2 separate regions of the Macaca mulatta genome follow, and region 2 is linked to region 1. Evidence: chromatin contacts called from public Hi-C data. All regions are on one chromosome and are shown on one strand. The core of a region is the stretch at or near the end of the contact, and the rest is flanking DNA. Distances in the headings are between cores, read along the strand shown.

Region 1 (7,694 bases), core at 634-3,133:
TTAGAGGAGATGATGCCCCATGACACTAGGAGGCTGTGTCTGGTGTGATGTGAAGCTTAGATGTGAGGAAACACTGCCATTTGTAGTGGAAAGAGCACCTGAACAGTACCGCCAAACACCTGGGTTCTTGTCTGAGTGCTGCCATTTATGGGCCATGTCATTTTGGACTAGTCACTTCTCCCTTCTGAGCCTCAGTTCCCTCATCTACGAAATGGAGGGTTGGCCTGGAATCTAGATTCTAGAAGATCCTTAAAGTCCCTGTCAGCTTGGCCATCTGCTCACCCTCTTTCCTCACTGGCCTATCTTCTATTTCAAGGCAAGACCTCTCCAGGGCAGGAGCTCTGTCTTCCCCATCCAAGGATCTTGGTAATCAGGGACTCTCCTGGACAGGGAAGCCAAGGAACTCAGAAACAGTGGCAAAACTCCCCCGTTCCTGACTGCGAGTCCCCAGCTTGAGCCCCAGAGGCAGTCCCAGAGCCCCAAAGAGAACCAACCTGTGCCTTCATCAGCTTTCTGCCTCGCCTAATTCAGACAGGAGGCCCTTGCACCCAGGCCCTCCCTCCCACACAAACCCAGCACCTAGAGGTATGGAACTATGGCCTCTTTCCTCCTCCTGTCAGAATCACAAACATCCTAGTCTATCCAGAGAGGCCCTGAGGTGTGAAAGGTCTCATGAATCTTTATTCCCCTCATGGAACACTGCCTCAAAGCCCCCTGCTGACCTCCACACTGTCCCCTTCTCCCACTTTCTGCAGAGTCTATCTCCTCCTCAGGCTGGATCATCCTGGCAGGTGAGCTGTGAAGAGGAAAAATGAGTAAATCCCTCAGTTTGGCTCGGCTGGGATATTAGATGTAAGTCAGTCCCAGGGCTCAGAAGCATCTTAGCCTGTGAGGAAAAGGTCCACAGCCTTCTCTATCTTGGGATTTGAGAAGCTCTAGAAATCCCCCAAAATGCTTCTCCCATCAGCCTGTCTAACTTCCCATGGTTTCACAGCTTGGTTTCATGATTCAGATCATCACAGGACATTAGAACCAACTGGGACCCCTTCATTTTACAGATGCAGACAGAAGCTGAGGCACAGAAAAGGGAAGTCGTACGTCCAAAGTCACACAAGGAGCAGCTGAGCCTGGACAACCCCCTGGGTTTCCATTTCCTTCACCGTAAAGTAAGGGCATATAGCCTAGATGGGCTCTGAAGGCCCTTCCAGCCTCTGCTCTACAAAATACAACCACCGCCATCTGTGCAGTGTCTAGTGCCAAGCACTACATGATGTTCTTTAATTTTCACAACAAAGCTCTGCTACAGATAGTGCTCATTCTGTGACCGTGTTCATATCCTGTCTATCTGAATAGATTGGGTGGTAACACATCATTTGTTCCTGTGCAAAATATCAATGCAGCTGCCATTCTCCCACTCATGTCTGTTCTCTTGGCATTCTAAAAGGCCCTTGCTAAGGTAACCCTTAGGAAAGGGAATGTTTTAGGCTGCACCATCAGCTGGTCCCTGAGTGTGAGTCCACATGTTAAATAGGTTTCTCATGATGTCACCCAATGAAGACACTAAGTCTGGAGTTGGGGGACAGCAATCAGAGGCCCTTTGGTCACTGCACAGTTCCTTTAACTGCAACCCTAGGCTGGCCTGACCCAGCTGCTGCAGGAAGGGGAGGGGCTGTGGGAGGGGGTCAGAGCCCACAGCAGGACTATTGCACAATCCTTGGGGCCTGGCCTTGGGCAATCCACCCTGGTTCCTTCCTTTTCTGCTTTCTCTCCTGCTTTCTAGCTCTGGGCTTTCCCAGCTCCGAAGTCAATACTGAGATCTCAGATGTGTCCAGAGACATCCTGAAGAGGCTCGGGGGCTGAGGAGCCTTAGTGTGTCCACAAAGAGACTCCTGAAACTGACTGAGAGCCAGCGGATTTGCCAGCTGGTGAGTCTTCCAGATTGAGATTTCCCTCCCTCTCCCTGTCAGTTAAAACCCCTTTCCAATGATACGTAAGAAAACTGAATGGTAACTGCCCTGCCCTGGGATTGGAGCTCGGGACAACTAGGAGCTTTCACCTTCACAGTATGTGCTGTGTCCATTCTTTTTTTTTAAACCTATGTGTACATATTTGCTTCTTGAAAATAAAAAGTTTTTAATCCTCTTCTGTATAATACAAGTGTATACTCATAGCAAGCCTTGAAAGAGGAGGCCAAGGATGATCATTTTTCTTTTTTTTTTTTTTTTTAGACAGAGGTCTTGCTCTGCTGCCCCGGCTGGAGTGCAGTGGCATGATCTCGGCTCACTGCAACCTCTGCCTCCAAAGTTCAAGCGGTTCTCCTGCCTCAGCCTCCTGAGCAGCTGGAAATACAGGCATGTGCCTGGCTAATTTTTGTATTTTTAGTAGAGATGGGGTTTCTCCATGTTGGCTAGGCTGGTCTTGAACTCCTGACCTCAGGTGACCCGCCCACCTCAGCCTCCCAAAGTACTGGGATTAAAGGAGTGAGCCACCGCACCTGGCCTATTTTTTAAAATTGTGCTTAAAACACACACACACACACACACACACACACACACACACAAATGTACCATCTTAGTCATTCTTGAGTGTACACTCAGTAGTGTTAGCTAGATTCACCTTGTTGTGCAGCAGATCTCCAGAACCTTTTCATCTTGCAAAACTGAAACTCTATACCTACCATACAACAACTCTATGGTCATCTCTTTTGGTAGATGAGGAAACCGAAGCCCAACCAGGGAAAGGAACTTATTTCCTTCAGAGTAGGCTCCTCCAGATACTTACACTGTTTGTTTGTTGTCTACCTGTGAAATTGCCTGAGGCTCCTTCCTCCTTCAACACTTACTTGGCCATTTCCTCCTCGGGTCTCACATCTGTCTCTACCCCCACTTCCCCACTTTGTTATCCTCTCTGCCCCAACTCGTGACTCAGCATCTTGCACTAAACTATTTCAAGACTCATGTAGCTGGGCTCACTGCCTCAATTCCAGCTCCCTCCAGTCCACATGACAGTCAGAGTATCCTTTCCAGGCACAGATCTGACCATTTTATCTTCCCTAGCTACAGAATAAAGTTCCAACTCTACAGAGTGGCACTCAAGGCTGCCCATGATCTGGCTCCTATCTCTCCTGTCCCACATCCTATGCTATTCTTCTACACATCTTACACTTCAACCTCTTTATGCTACTTTCCATTCTTCTAAACATGTACACACTTTGTTGCGCCTTTGCTCATGTTGCCTTCCTTTGTCTTCTCTGCCTCTTAAAAATCCTTCAAGGTCCAACTCAAATGCCTCCATCACTGTGGACACTCTCTAAGCCCTGATCAGTATCCATTACTTATTCCTTTTAGCCTTAGTAGCTCCTGGCTTGTCCCCTGCATTGTATCAGAGCAGAGCCCCTGGATCTGGGCGAAGGCACTGGATCTGAGCCACCCCGAGCTCCCATCACAGGGCCTGGCCCATATTGGTGATAACTATCTGGATGATTTTTTGAGTTATTTATTTCCTCATGCTGCTCCTACTTGCTATTGGCAGACACGAGGGAAGAAGCAGCCACAGATCTTTTGCCTGACACATGGGGTAGTAGATGAGAATGTATATCTCCTGGATCTTAACTCAGTGAGCTCTTGTTCTTCTCCCCTCCTCCATCCAGACAGGACAGCACAAGTACTAGATGGCAGAGGGCCCCAAAGGCCTTGCATAAAATGCTGCCCAGTCCTGGCTAATTGCGTTCATAGAGCCATTGACGAATATTTATCATGGTCAGAATGATCATATTTTCCAGGGAAGAGATCTTATGGTTAATAGTCACATTAGTTAACTTTAGTTTGTTAACAGTTCTGCCCATATGATGGAGGACTGAATGCTTGGCCCATAGAGAATTCCTTAAAGTGGACATCTTTACTAGAAACTATTGAGAGAAGGATAACACCCATTCAGTCTTAGGGCAGTCCCCTAGAAAAAGGGAATGCCCAGCCAGTCGCAGGGTAGTGCCCTGGGAAAGGAGAACACCCAGTCTCAGGGTAGTCCTCCAGATTGGAGGAAGAGACATAGCCCTGCTGACCAGGCACATGTGGCCTGATGATATCCTTATCAAAAACAAGAGGATAGCCACATATTGCCTTATATGTTAAGTGTTGGGGGGAAGGGAAGGCTGTGATGATAAAGGTGGTGTAGTGTGGCTGAGGGGTGGGGAGCACTGAACGGAGGCTTCCCTAAAGGAAGTGAGTGTGGGGCCTTGTTTACAGGGAATGACATATGGTTTTTCAGAGACAAGGATGCAAGTCTGTTTTAAGATGTTCTTTCTGACTGGGCACAGTGGCTCACGGCTGTAATCCCAGCACTTTGAGAGGCTGAGGCGGGTGGATCATGAGGTCAGGAGATCAAGACCATCCTGGCTAACACGGTGAAACCACATCTCTACTAAAAATACAAAAAAATTAGCCAGGCATGGTGGCGGGCACCTGTAGTCCCAGCTACTTGGGAGGCTGAGGCAGGAGAATGGCGTGAACCTAGGAGGCGGAGCTTGCAGTGAGCTGAGATCGCGCTACTGCACTCCAGCCTGGGCGACGAGCGAGACTCCATCTCAAAAAAAAAAAAAAAAAAAGGTTATTTCTATATTATAGACTAAGGATCTCTGAGAAGAAGGAAAAGGAACATTTATAATCACTTAGTATATGCCAGGTACATAATGACTTTATTTCAGGAGACAAGATAGTTGGCGTGCTTGTGTCTTCTTTTTGTGGGCAGGTAAACCCCAAGCCAGACTGAGAACTCCTTTCACTCTCCCGCCCTCAGGCCCAAGCTGTTCTTCTCTTCTCCAGCGCCTACAGTGGTTGCCAACCTGTTCCCATTTCCCTGACCACCTCCTTTCCAACAGAATTTCTGCAAATAGCTAGGAATATCTAGTCTTTGGGACACAGGATGCTTGAGAGGTCAAATGATCCAGCTTCTGGCCTCTAGGTAGGATGAAATTTAAACCATCCCCAGGCATCTTCCAAAAAGGTGTACCCATGGAGTCTTTTTTTTTTTTTCTTTTGAGACAAAGTCACACTCTGTGGCCCAAGCTGGAATACAGCAGCTCTATCTCGGCTCACTGCAACCTCCACCTTCTGGGTCCAAGCGATTCTCCTGCCTCAGCCTCCCAAGTAGCTGGGATTACAAGTGCTCACCACCACGCCCAGCTAATTTTTGTATTTTTAGTAGAGATGGGGTTTTACCATGTTGGTAAGGCTGGTCTCCAACTCCTGACCTCAAGTGATCCACCTGCCTCAGCCTCCCAAAGTGCTAGGATTACAGGCATGAGCCACTGTGCCCAGCCTGTCTGTGGAATCTATAAAGAGAACTGTGCTGAAGGAGAGTTGTGATGAATGTCTTCTTATGGTGCCACACAGTCCTGCTGAGAGCTAGCTTGGAAGTGGAAGCAGCTCTAAGCTAGCCATAAGGAGCAGGGCTTTCTGTCTTGGCTCTACCTCCAATATTCTGTGACCATGGACAAGCCACTTATTCTCTCAAGGCCTCAGTTTCCCTGTGTGTAAAATGGCAAGAGTTACATTCAATAATCCTTAAGGTCCTTCTAACCTAAAGTTCAGTGATTTATAGAATCTAAAGAAATGAGAGATTAGTATGGGTTCTGATGGTCGGGGAAGGCTTTATTCTACAATTATTTATTGAGTACTTATCGAGTGCTGTCATAAGTGATTGCATATAGCAGTCAGTAAAACAAATATAGGCCCTGCCTTTATTATTTAGTATATGGTCTAGTGGAAAAGACAAACATGTAATCAAGTAACCAGAATAAGCTATTGTATTAGTCCATTTTCATACTGCCATGAAGGAATACCTGAGCCTGGGCAGTTTATAAAGAAAAAGAGGTTTAATGCACTCACAGTTCCACATGGCTGGGGAGGCCTCACAATCACGGCAGAAGGCAAAGGAGGAGCAAAGGCACATCTTACATGGTGGCAGGCAAGAGAGCAGGTGCAGGGGAACTGCCCTTTATAAAACCATCAGATCTCTTGAGACTTATTTACTGTCATGAGAACAGCATGGTAAAAACCCACCCCCATGATTCAGTTACTTCCTACTGGGTCCCTCCCATGACACATGGGGATTATGGGAGCTATGATTCCAGATGAGATTTGGGTAAGGACACAGCCAAACCATATCAGCCATGATGCTAGGATTTTACTGGGATCTGAAGGGAGGAGGTCATTTGAGCTCCAGGTGACAGAGCCATCCCCTCTCTCTTTTCTCTTGCCAACAGAGCTTCTACCGAGTCTTCCCCCACCTCAATCCCTGTTGCTATGGAGACTACCAATGGAACTGAGACTTGGTATGAGAGCCTACATGCCGTGCTGAAGGCTTTAAATGCCACTCTTCACAGCAATTTGCTCTGCCGGCCAGGGCCAGGGCTGGGGCCAGACAACCAGACTGAAGAGCGACCGGCCAGCCTACCTGGCCGTGATGACAACTCCTACATGTACATTCTCTTTGTCATGTTTCTATTTGCTGTCACTGTGGGCAGCCTCATCCTGGGATATACCCGCTCCCGCAAAGTGGACAAGCGTAGTGACCCCTATCATGTGTATATCAAGAACCGTGTGTCTATGATCTAACACGAGAGGGCTGGAATGGTGGAAGACCAAGACACCTGGGGATTGCGTCTGGGGCCTCCAGAACTCTGCTGTGGACTGCATCAGGTCTCAGTGTCCCTATCTGTAAGAGCAACAAGAAACAGGGCTAAGGGAGGTCATCACTGGGGTGGGAGAAGAGGGGCTGGTAGACCGAAGCCTTGTGCATAAGGATTTTTTCCCAGGAAAAGATAGACTTTATAAACAGTGGGAGTCCTTGAACAAACATATAAAAGTAGCAACAGATAATGACCAACAACTGGTTCAGTGGCTGGAGTACTGGGGGCCTGAAGGTTGGAGAAAGGAGAAGTTGTAGCAGAGGGAGATGAGACAGGAAGATGCTCTGGGGACACATTTTTTATGTGTTATCTTCAAAAGCCATGAGAAGCAGTGATGATTATCCCATATCACAAATATGCTTTACCACCACCACCCTGCCACCACTCCCACTCGCACTCCCATAAAGAAAGCAGGGCAAGTGCTGTGCCGCCCATTTGGGCCTGAGTAGTGCCATGATTGGAACCCAGGAACTCTGGTCTCCTTGCCTAGTGCTTTTCAAAACTCTGTGCCACACAGGAGTGGATCCAGGCCTGAAGGTCATACAATTCTGGGGACTCTCTTTAAGAAAAAGAATTCTAAAATATCTTACTTTTGCAAACATTATGCAAATATACTGCCACATTAATATGTTGCTAGGGCTCCTACTAGGACCTTAAGAAGGAGCTCATGTGAGTCAGGACCCTGAATGTTAGGCCTTGTTAGCTCTATGGTTCATATGCTTCTTGAACCAAGTCACAGGGTACTTCCCAGTCACATTGCTAGTCAACAGGACTAAACTACCTCCAAAGCAGCCTCTTCAGTTTTGAGTTCTGTGAGAAATGTTTTCCTTTTCTTTTTCTTTTTCTTTTTTTTTGAGACAGTCTCCCTATGTCACCCAGGCTGCAGTGCAGCAACCCAGTCTTGGCTTACTGCAACCCCCACCTCCCAGGTTCAAGCAATTATCCTGCCTCAGCCACCTGAGTAGCTGGGATTACAGATTCCTGTCACCACACCCAGCTAATTTAT
Region 2 (7,275 bases), core at 2,627-5,126, 120 kb before region 1:
TTAAGTAAGTGGTAAAGATGTGTTTCCAGCCCAGGTGTGCCCAAACACCATGTTCTCGACACTGTGGTTGTCTTTACACAATAGCATTTGGCTGATTTTTGTTTTCTTCTTTATATCTATTTTTTCTTATATGTGTTTGGAAGTGTTAACAAGAGTCCGTATCATTTTTATTTATTTATTTTTTTGAGATGGAGTTTCACTCTTGTTGCGTAGGCTGGAGTGCAATGGTGCGATCTCGGCTCACTGCCACCTCCGCCTCCCGGGTTCAGGTGATTCTCCTGCCTCAGCCTCCCGAGTAGCTGGGATTACAGGCATGCGCCACCACACCCAGCTAATTTTGTATTTTTAGTAGAGATGGGATTTCTCCATGTTGGTCAGGCTGGTCTCGAACTCCCCACCTCAGGTGATCTGCCCGCCTCAGCCTCCCAAAGTGCTGGGATTATAGGTATGAGCCACTGCACCCGGCCAAGAGTCTGTATCATTTTTATAATCAGAAAAGAATGAACATATTTTCATTTTGAAAAAAATGGAGCATTTAGTAATGTTAAATTAACTCTTTTTATTCCAATCATCTGTAATGTTTCGCTATTTAAAATGTAAAAGGTGGCCGGGCGAGGTGGCTCATGCCTATAATCCCAGCACTTCGGGAGGTCGAGGCGGGCAGATTGCCTGAGGTTGGGAGTTTGAGACCAGCCTGGCCAGCATGCGGAAACCCCATCTTTACTAAAAATACAAAAATTAGCTGGGTGTGGTGGCAGGCACCTGTAATCCTAGCTGCTTGGGAAGCTGAGGCAGGAGAATCGCTTGAACCCAGGAGATGGAGGTTGCAGTGAGCCTAGATCATGCCATTGCACTCCACCCTGGGCAACAGAGTGAGACTCCATTAAAAAAATAAAATAAAATGTAAAAGGTAATCTCCAAAAAGGACTAGAACCACCATTCCTACCTACAACATCTTAAATGTCACTTTAAAAAACAACAACAACAACAACAACAAAAACAAAAAAAACACTCACTCCTTATTCCTTAAGGATGGTGCCTCATGTTGAGAACAAAAGCAGTTCTCCAGAAGCCAGAATAATCAATCAGCCAAAGCATTTTCTAACCAAAGGAGAGGCCAGACAAAACTGTTGGGGATGTTGGCGTCAGGTGCCACCAGCAGTGGGAACCATAGGACCTCAGCCTCCATGCCTCAAAAAAGAACCTAAGTGTCAGAAGTAGAAGGTTGACCCTCCTCTGTCTTCTTCGTCCCCGCCTCATCCCAGAAATAATCGCATCAGAGAATCTAATGATTCTGATGGGGCATGGAGTGGGAAATCTAGACAGGGCTCAATATTGGGGCAGGGTGATGAGCAATCAACCTTTGTGCAGGCAGGGTTCCCAGACTCAGAGGAGGGAAGGAAGCCAGGCCTCTGCACAGGAAAGGAAGCCCTTGGGGGCAACTTAGGAACCCTACCAGTTGGCTGGCCTTCCGGGATACTACAGGTTTATTGGGGGTAACATTCCAAGCGGGTAACAGGTCAACTAAGATGTATAAGATTAAAGTAATCTTAAGACCAGGCTCTGTGGTTTACGCCTATAATCCCAGCACTTTGGGAAGCCAAGGCAGGAGGATCGCTTGAGGCCAGGAGTTTGAGACCAGCCTCGCCAACATGGGGAAACAATATCTCTACTGAAAAATACAAACATTAGCCAGGTGTGGTGGCTCACACTTGTAATCCCAGCTACTTGGGAGGCTGAGGCGGGAGGATCACTTGAACCTGGCAGGTGGAGGTTGCTGTGAGCTGAGATCCTGCCATTGCACTCCAGCCTGGGCAACAGAGTGAGACCCTGTATCAAACACAAACAAAACAAAACAAAACAAAACAAAAAAAGAAGTAATCTTAACACCAATATATTTCTTGTTGACACAGATGTATTTAGTAATTAGATCACTCATTCATTCATTCATTCATTCGATGAACATTGCTAAAGGCCTCTTGTATACCAGGCTCTATGTGATTAATGGGGACACAGCATGGTCTTCATCTCTGGGAGTTTACAGTCTGTATAGGGCAAACAGCAATACAGTGTGAGGGAATCACAGCGTACCAGAAGAACTCAGAGGAGGTAGCTCACCAGATCAGAGGAAATCAGGGAAAAACTTTGGGCCTGGATACCAGGAATATATACCATGTAATCCTTCCTTTCATTTGGAGAAATATATAAAAATGAAATCAGAGTGCTGTCTTTTTTTTTTTTTTTTGAGACAGAGTCTTGCTCTATTGCCCAGGCTGGAGTACAGTGGTGCAATCTCGGGTCACTGCAACCTCTACCTCCTGGGTTCAAGCGATTCTCATAACTCAACCTCCTGAGTAGCTGGAACTACAAGTGAGCACCACCACGCCTGGATAAGTTTTGTATTTTTGGTAGAGACAGGGTTTCACCATGTTGGCCAGGTTTGTCTCAAACTCCTGGCCTTAAGTGATCCGCCCACCTTGTCCTCCTAGAGTTCTGGGATTACAGGCGTAAACCACCATACCCGGCCAGAGTGCTGTCTTTGTTACAACTTTTAATAATACATCACAAGCCTGTATTTCTTCTTTTTCAAAAAGTTGTTTAGGCCAGGCACGGTGGCTCATGCCTATAATCCCAACATTTTGGGAGGCTGAGGTGGGAGGATCGCTTGAGTCTAGGAGTTTGAGATCAGCCTAGGCAACACAGGGCAATCCCATCTCTACAAAAAAAGAAAAAGAAAAAAATAGCCAGGTGTGGTGGCTTGTGCCTGTAGTCCTAGCTACTCAGGAGGCTGAGGCAGGAGGATCACTTGAGCCCAGGAGGTCAAGGCTGCAGTGAGCTATGTTCATGCCACTGCACTCCAGCTTGGGTGACAAAGCAAGACCCTATCTCAAAAATAAACGCATTTTTTAAAGTTCTCATAAAGTTTTATGAGAACATGTGTATCTTGCATAGACTGTCTTGGGGAATGTATAGCTACCCAGGCCAGGCCAGGACACATTACCCTCTTGACAGCTGGTGACGTAGGAGCTCAAGGACAGTGAGATAAGTCTCCAGGTGCTTGTTCTAAAACACCTTATCAGTACTATAAAAATCAATGCAAAATCCCTCAGTTACCAAAACTAAGTGGGTGAGCCAAGAGGACACTGTGATACTGGTTTTCCTGCTCCATACGTATACCACCCCATCATGCTCCCAGCCACACTCACACCCTAGCCTGTTTATTCCTCAGCTCGCTCACCAGATGTTCATGTCTCTACCTTTGCTGCCTCAGACATTCAGAAAAAGAGCATGAGGACCTCCCATCCCCACCTTGCATATGCTTTGTATAATTTTTTTCCTTTCTCCCTTCCCTTGGGGGTGGGGAGAGTGCTTGGAGTAGTGATGCTAAAAGTGAAGATAACTGAAAACTGGCTATGGGCAGTTTTGTCTTAAGCACATCATTTCTGAAATTTTTTTTTTTGTTTTGAGACAGAGTCTCCCTCTGCCACCCAGGTTGGAGTGCAGTGGTATGATCTTGGCTCACTGCAACCTCCGCCTCCCAGGTTCAAGCAATTCTCCTGCCTCAGCCTCCCGAGTAGCTGGGATTATAGGCCTCCGAGGTTCAAGCAATTCTCCTGCCTCAGCCTCCCGAGTAGCTGGGCTAATTTTTGTATTTTTAGGAGAGATGGGGTTTCACCATATTGGCCAGGCTGGTCTCGAACTCCTGACCTGGTGATTGCCAACCTCGGCCTCCCAAAGTGCTGGGATTATAAGCGTGAGCCACTGCACCCGGCCTCTGAATTCTTACAATGTGTGTCAGGTGGGGTTGGCATTCAGGGCTAGAAAGAAGCATATGATCCTTTTTTCAGAGAACATTGCTTTCTGCCCCCAAACACTGCTGGTCAGGGAGACTTCCTGAGGAGCTGTCACGTGGGCTTAGCTTTCATGTCAGGTGAAGAAGGGCAAGGGCTGTTGCAGACACAGTCTTGAGGGAGTGAGCTGCTCTCTTTGCCTCATTGTCTTTTGACCTCATTGCTTCTTTCTGTATGACTGCTCTGTTTTCTTCTCTGCTTAACCACAGTTTTTGTTTCCTCATAATTTTAGTATAAACAGAGCCATCGTTGCTATGGTTCATGTCAACCACCACTTCCAGCTTTTGGCCCATGACTAACTACAGATTTTCTCAACAGTTCCCCATTTTGTAATTCCTAACTGGCCCAGTCCAATTTGCTCAACTTATTTCAGTTTTTGTTTTTGTTTTTTTTTAAATCTCAGATTATCAAAATTTTTTTCAGGATACTAAGCAGCCCATGGACAGGTTCCTCTTAGACAAGTGCTCATTCATTCATTCCTTACTTGTTCACTGAGTTTCTTCTTAGAATTCACTATATATATGAGATACAATAGTATACAAGAGACATATGACCCAGGTTGGAGACAGATAAGTTAACAGACAGTTAAAAGACCATGTTGGCCCGATGCAGTGGCTCACGCCTATAATCCCAGCACTTTGGGAAGTTGAGGCAGTTGGATCACCTGAGGTCAGGAGTTCAAGATCAGCCTGGGCAACATGTTTAAACCCCGTCTCTACTAAAAATACAAAACTTACGCTGGGAGCGGTGGCTCACGCCTGTAATCTCAGCAGTTTGGGAGGCCGAGGCAGGTGGATCACGAAGTCAGGAGTTCAAGATCAGCCTGGCCAACATGGTGAAACCCCGTCTCTGCTAAAAATACAAAAATTAGCTGGGCATGGTGGTAGGCATCTGTAATCCCAGCTACTTGGGAGGCTGAGGCAAGAGAATTGCTTGAACCGGGAGGTGGAGGTTGCAGTGAGCCGAGATTGTGCCATTGCACTCTAGCCTGGGTGACAGGGCGAGACTCCATCTCAACAAAACAAAACAAAATGAAAAAACAAATATTAGCTGAGTGTGGTGGTGGGCGCCTATAATCCCAACTACTTGGGAGGCTGAGGCAGGAGAATTGCTTGAACCCAGGAGGCGGAGGTTGCAGTGAGCTGAGATCATGCCACTTCACTCCAGCCTGGGCTACAGAGTGAGACTCCATCACAGAAAAAAAAAAAAAAAAAAAAAAAAAGGAATGCATTGAATTTGGCCTCCATCGGCTAGAGGAGTGACAGTCGCAAGAGCCAGAGTTCAGTAATTTAAGGAATGAAGAGTGAGAAGAACTGGATAGAAGGTGAAGACAACTCTGGCCAATTAACTACGTGGAAATGGAGAGGTGGAAGGGGTTGAGGATGGTCATGAGCTTCATAGCATGTCTGTCTAAGCCACAGGGCTAGGAGGTGGTGGTGGACATTTGTCTTAGGAAAAGGCACGCCAGGCATTGTGGGGTCTGTTTCATCTAGAGTGTTGTCAGTCAGGGAGGCAGGACTGGAGGAACTGAAGGCTGGAATCTGCAGGAGGGGACATGGAAAGGAAATTCTTCAAAGGCCTTTTCATCACTGGTTCCCAGCACCCTACTTGGCTAAAACTGGAATGAACAGGCCCTTAGCAAATATTTATTGGCGGAAACTGAATGCCTGTTGAATAGATGGATGGGTGGATGAAAGTGAATTAAATATTGTTCTGCTCTATAGTCCCTTTTGTTGAGTTACAGAATATTGTTTGTGGAAGGTGTTGTCTACTTTTCCTTGCACCACTGCAATGACTATTGTCTGTTATCAGGTGAACATTATAGATAAGCTAATGGGGAAATCCAGCTTCCTTGAAAGACCCAGTGATCAGAAATGAGGACAGAGAGGCAACGAGCCCAGGTCCTAAGCAGGCTTGACGGCTGCAAACAGCCCTGCTGCTAGAGACCCCAGAAAGAGGCTTCACACGTTCCTACATACAATCTTGACACATAGTACTTTAGTAAACACTGCATATGTTTGGGGTTGACTAATTTGAAGTATCTTACCTTTCAGTATTTTCTTCCTAAGGCAAAATCAGATAGTGGACTTACCCAACTAACTTCTCTCATTTCCCCTTGCTCTGTGATACCTCCACCACTCCACTGCTCTCCTCATACCTGCCCTATTTCAGGCCCTCCTATCATCAGTCTTTTCTTTTAAGTTTTCTGCTAATAAAGGAAATGCCTGCTTGTCCTCATCTTTTCTAGCCTCATCTCTACTCCAATCCGCCCTCCCTGGCCCTGGTTCATCTTTAACACAAGTTCTAGGATGAGCTTCCTTCCTTCCTCCCTCCCTCCCTCCCTCCCTCCCTTCCTTCCTTCTTGACAGAGTCTCTGTTGCCAGGCTGGAGTGCAGTGGAGTGATCTCAGCTCACTGCAACCTCTGCCTCCTGGGTTCAAATGATTCTCCTGCCTCAGCCTCCTGAGTAGCTGGGACTACAGGTGGCCATCACCACGCCCAGCTAATTTTTATATTTTCAGTAGAGACAGAGTTTCACCATGTGGGCCAAGATGGTTTCAATCTCTTGATCTCACGATCTGCCTGCCTCGGCCTCCCAAAGTGCTGGGATTACAGGTGTGAGCCACTGCACCCGGCCAGGATGATGTTTCTGAAACACAGATCTGATGATGTTACTCCCTGCTTAAAACCCTTTGGTGGTTCTCTGTTGATTTTAGAATAAAGTCTCTCTCCTTTCTCTCTCTTTCTTTCTTCCTTCCTTCCTTCTTTCCCTCCCCGCCTCCCACTCCTTCCTTCCCTCCTTCCTTCATGGAGTCCCACTCTGTCACCCAGGCTGGACTGCAATGGCACGATCTCACCTCACTGCAACCTCCACCTCCTGGGTTCAAGGGGGTCTCCTGCCTCAGCCTCCTGAGTAGCTGGGACTATAGGTGCATGCTACCACGCCCGGCTAATTTTTTTTTTTTGTATTTTTGGTAGAGATAGGGTTTCACTGTGTAGGTCAGGCTAGTCTCGAACTCCTGACCTCAAATGATCTGCCCACTTCAGCCTCCCAAAGTGCTGGGATTACAGGTGTGAGCCACCATGTCCGGCAAGTCTCAGTTTCTTAGTAGAGAAGACAGGAGCATTCAAGGCTCTTCAGGGTCTGGTCCTTCTTCCACCTTCCTCTTCAGCAATGTCAAACTGCAGTAGCGCCAGCATCATCCAACAGCACGCACCTGCTGTCACAGCCACATGCCTTCGCTTCCTGCTTCTGCTGCAGCCTGAAATACTGCCCTCGACTCTGCTCCATTCCTTTGTGTCTGGAAGCTTCAGAGCCTCCTTCCTGACATTTGTCTCACGGCCTCCTGCTGATTAAACACAGTCCAGATGGTGCTGCTGCTTCTCATCTGGCTGGGTGAGATTCTGTTTCAGCTTCTGATTTC

What was found. A called contact is a pair of places that touch in the nucleus more often than the background predicts.
Region 2: a contact with region 1 is called in a Hi-C map of blood, with 2.3 times the contacts expected there. The contact joins two enhancer-like sites. A contact is called at or near these places in 8 of 14 Hi-C or Micro-C datasets (CD4 T cells, blood, fetal cortex germinal zone and 4 more).

Annotation. Positions count from the first base shown.
Region 1 is chr14:74,857,005-74,864,698 of T2T-MMU8v2.0, reverse strand. KCNE3 (potassium voltage-gated channel subfamily E regulatory subunit 3) reads left to right here. Exons shown (of 3, transcript XM_077963785.1): 2 at 6,263-7,649. The coding sequence ends at 6,614. All of the region lies in intron 3 of LOC106993384 (a long non-coding RNA gene), which reads right to left. Among named protein-coding and RNA genes, the nearest start is that of KCNE3, 7.8 kb to the left of the region's middle. Within about 2 kb of position 1,883, at least 16 of the 40 cell types and tissues checked have an H3K27ac peak or open chromatin away from gene starts, as enhancers often do. A contact at or near this core is called in blood, where this site is marked.
Region 2 is chr14:74,975,047-74,982,321 of T2T-MMU8v2.0, reverse strand. No RefSeq gene overlaps it. Among named protein-coding and RNA genes, the nearest start is that of POLD3, 12 kb to the left of the region's middle. Within about 2 kb of position 3,876, at least 12 of the 40 cell types and tissues checked have an H3K27ac peak or open chromatin away from gene starts, as enhancers often do. A contact at or near this core is called in blood, where this site is marked.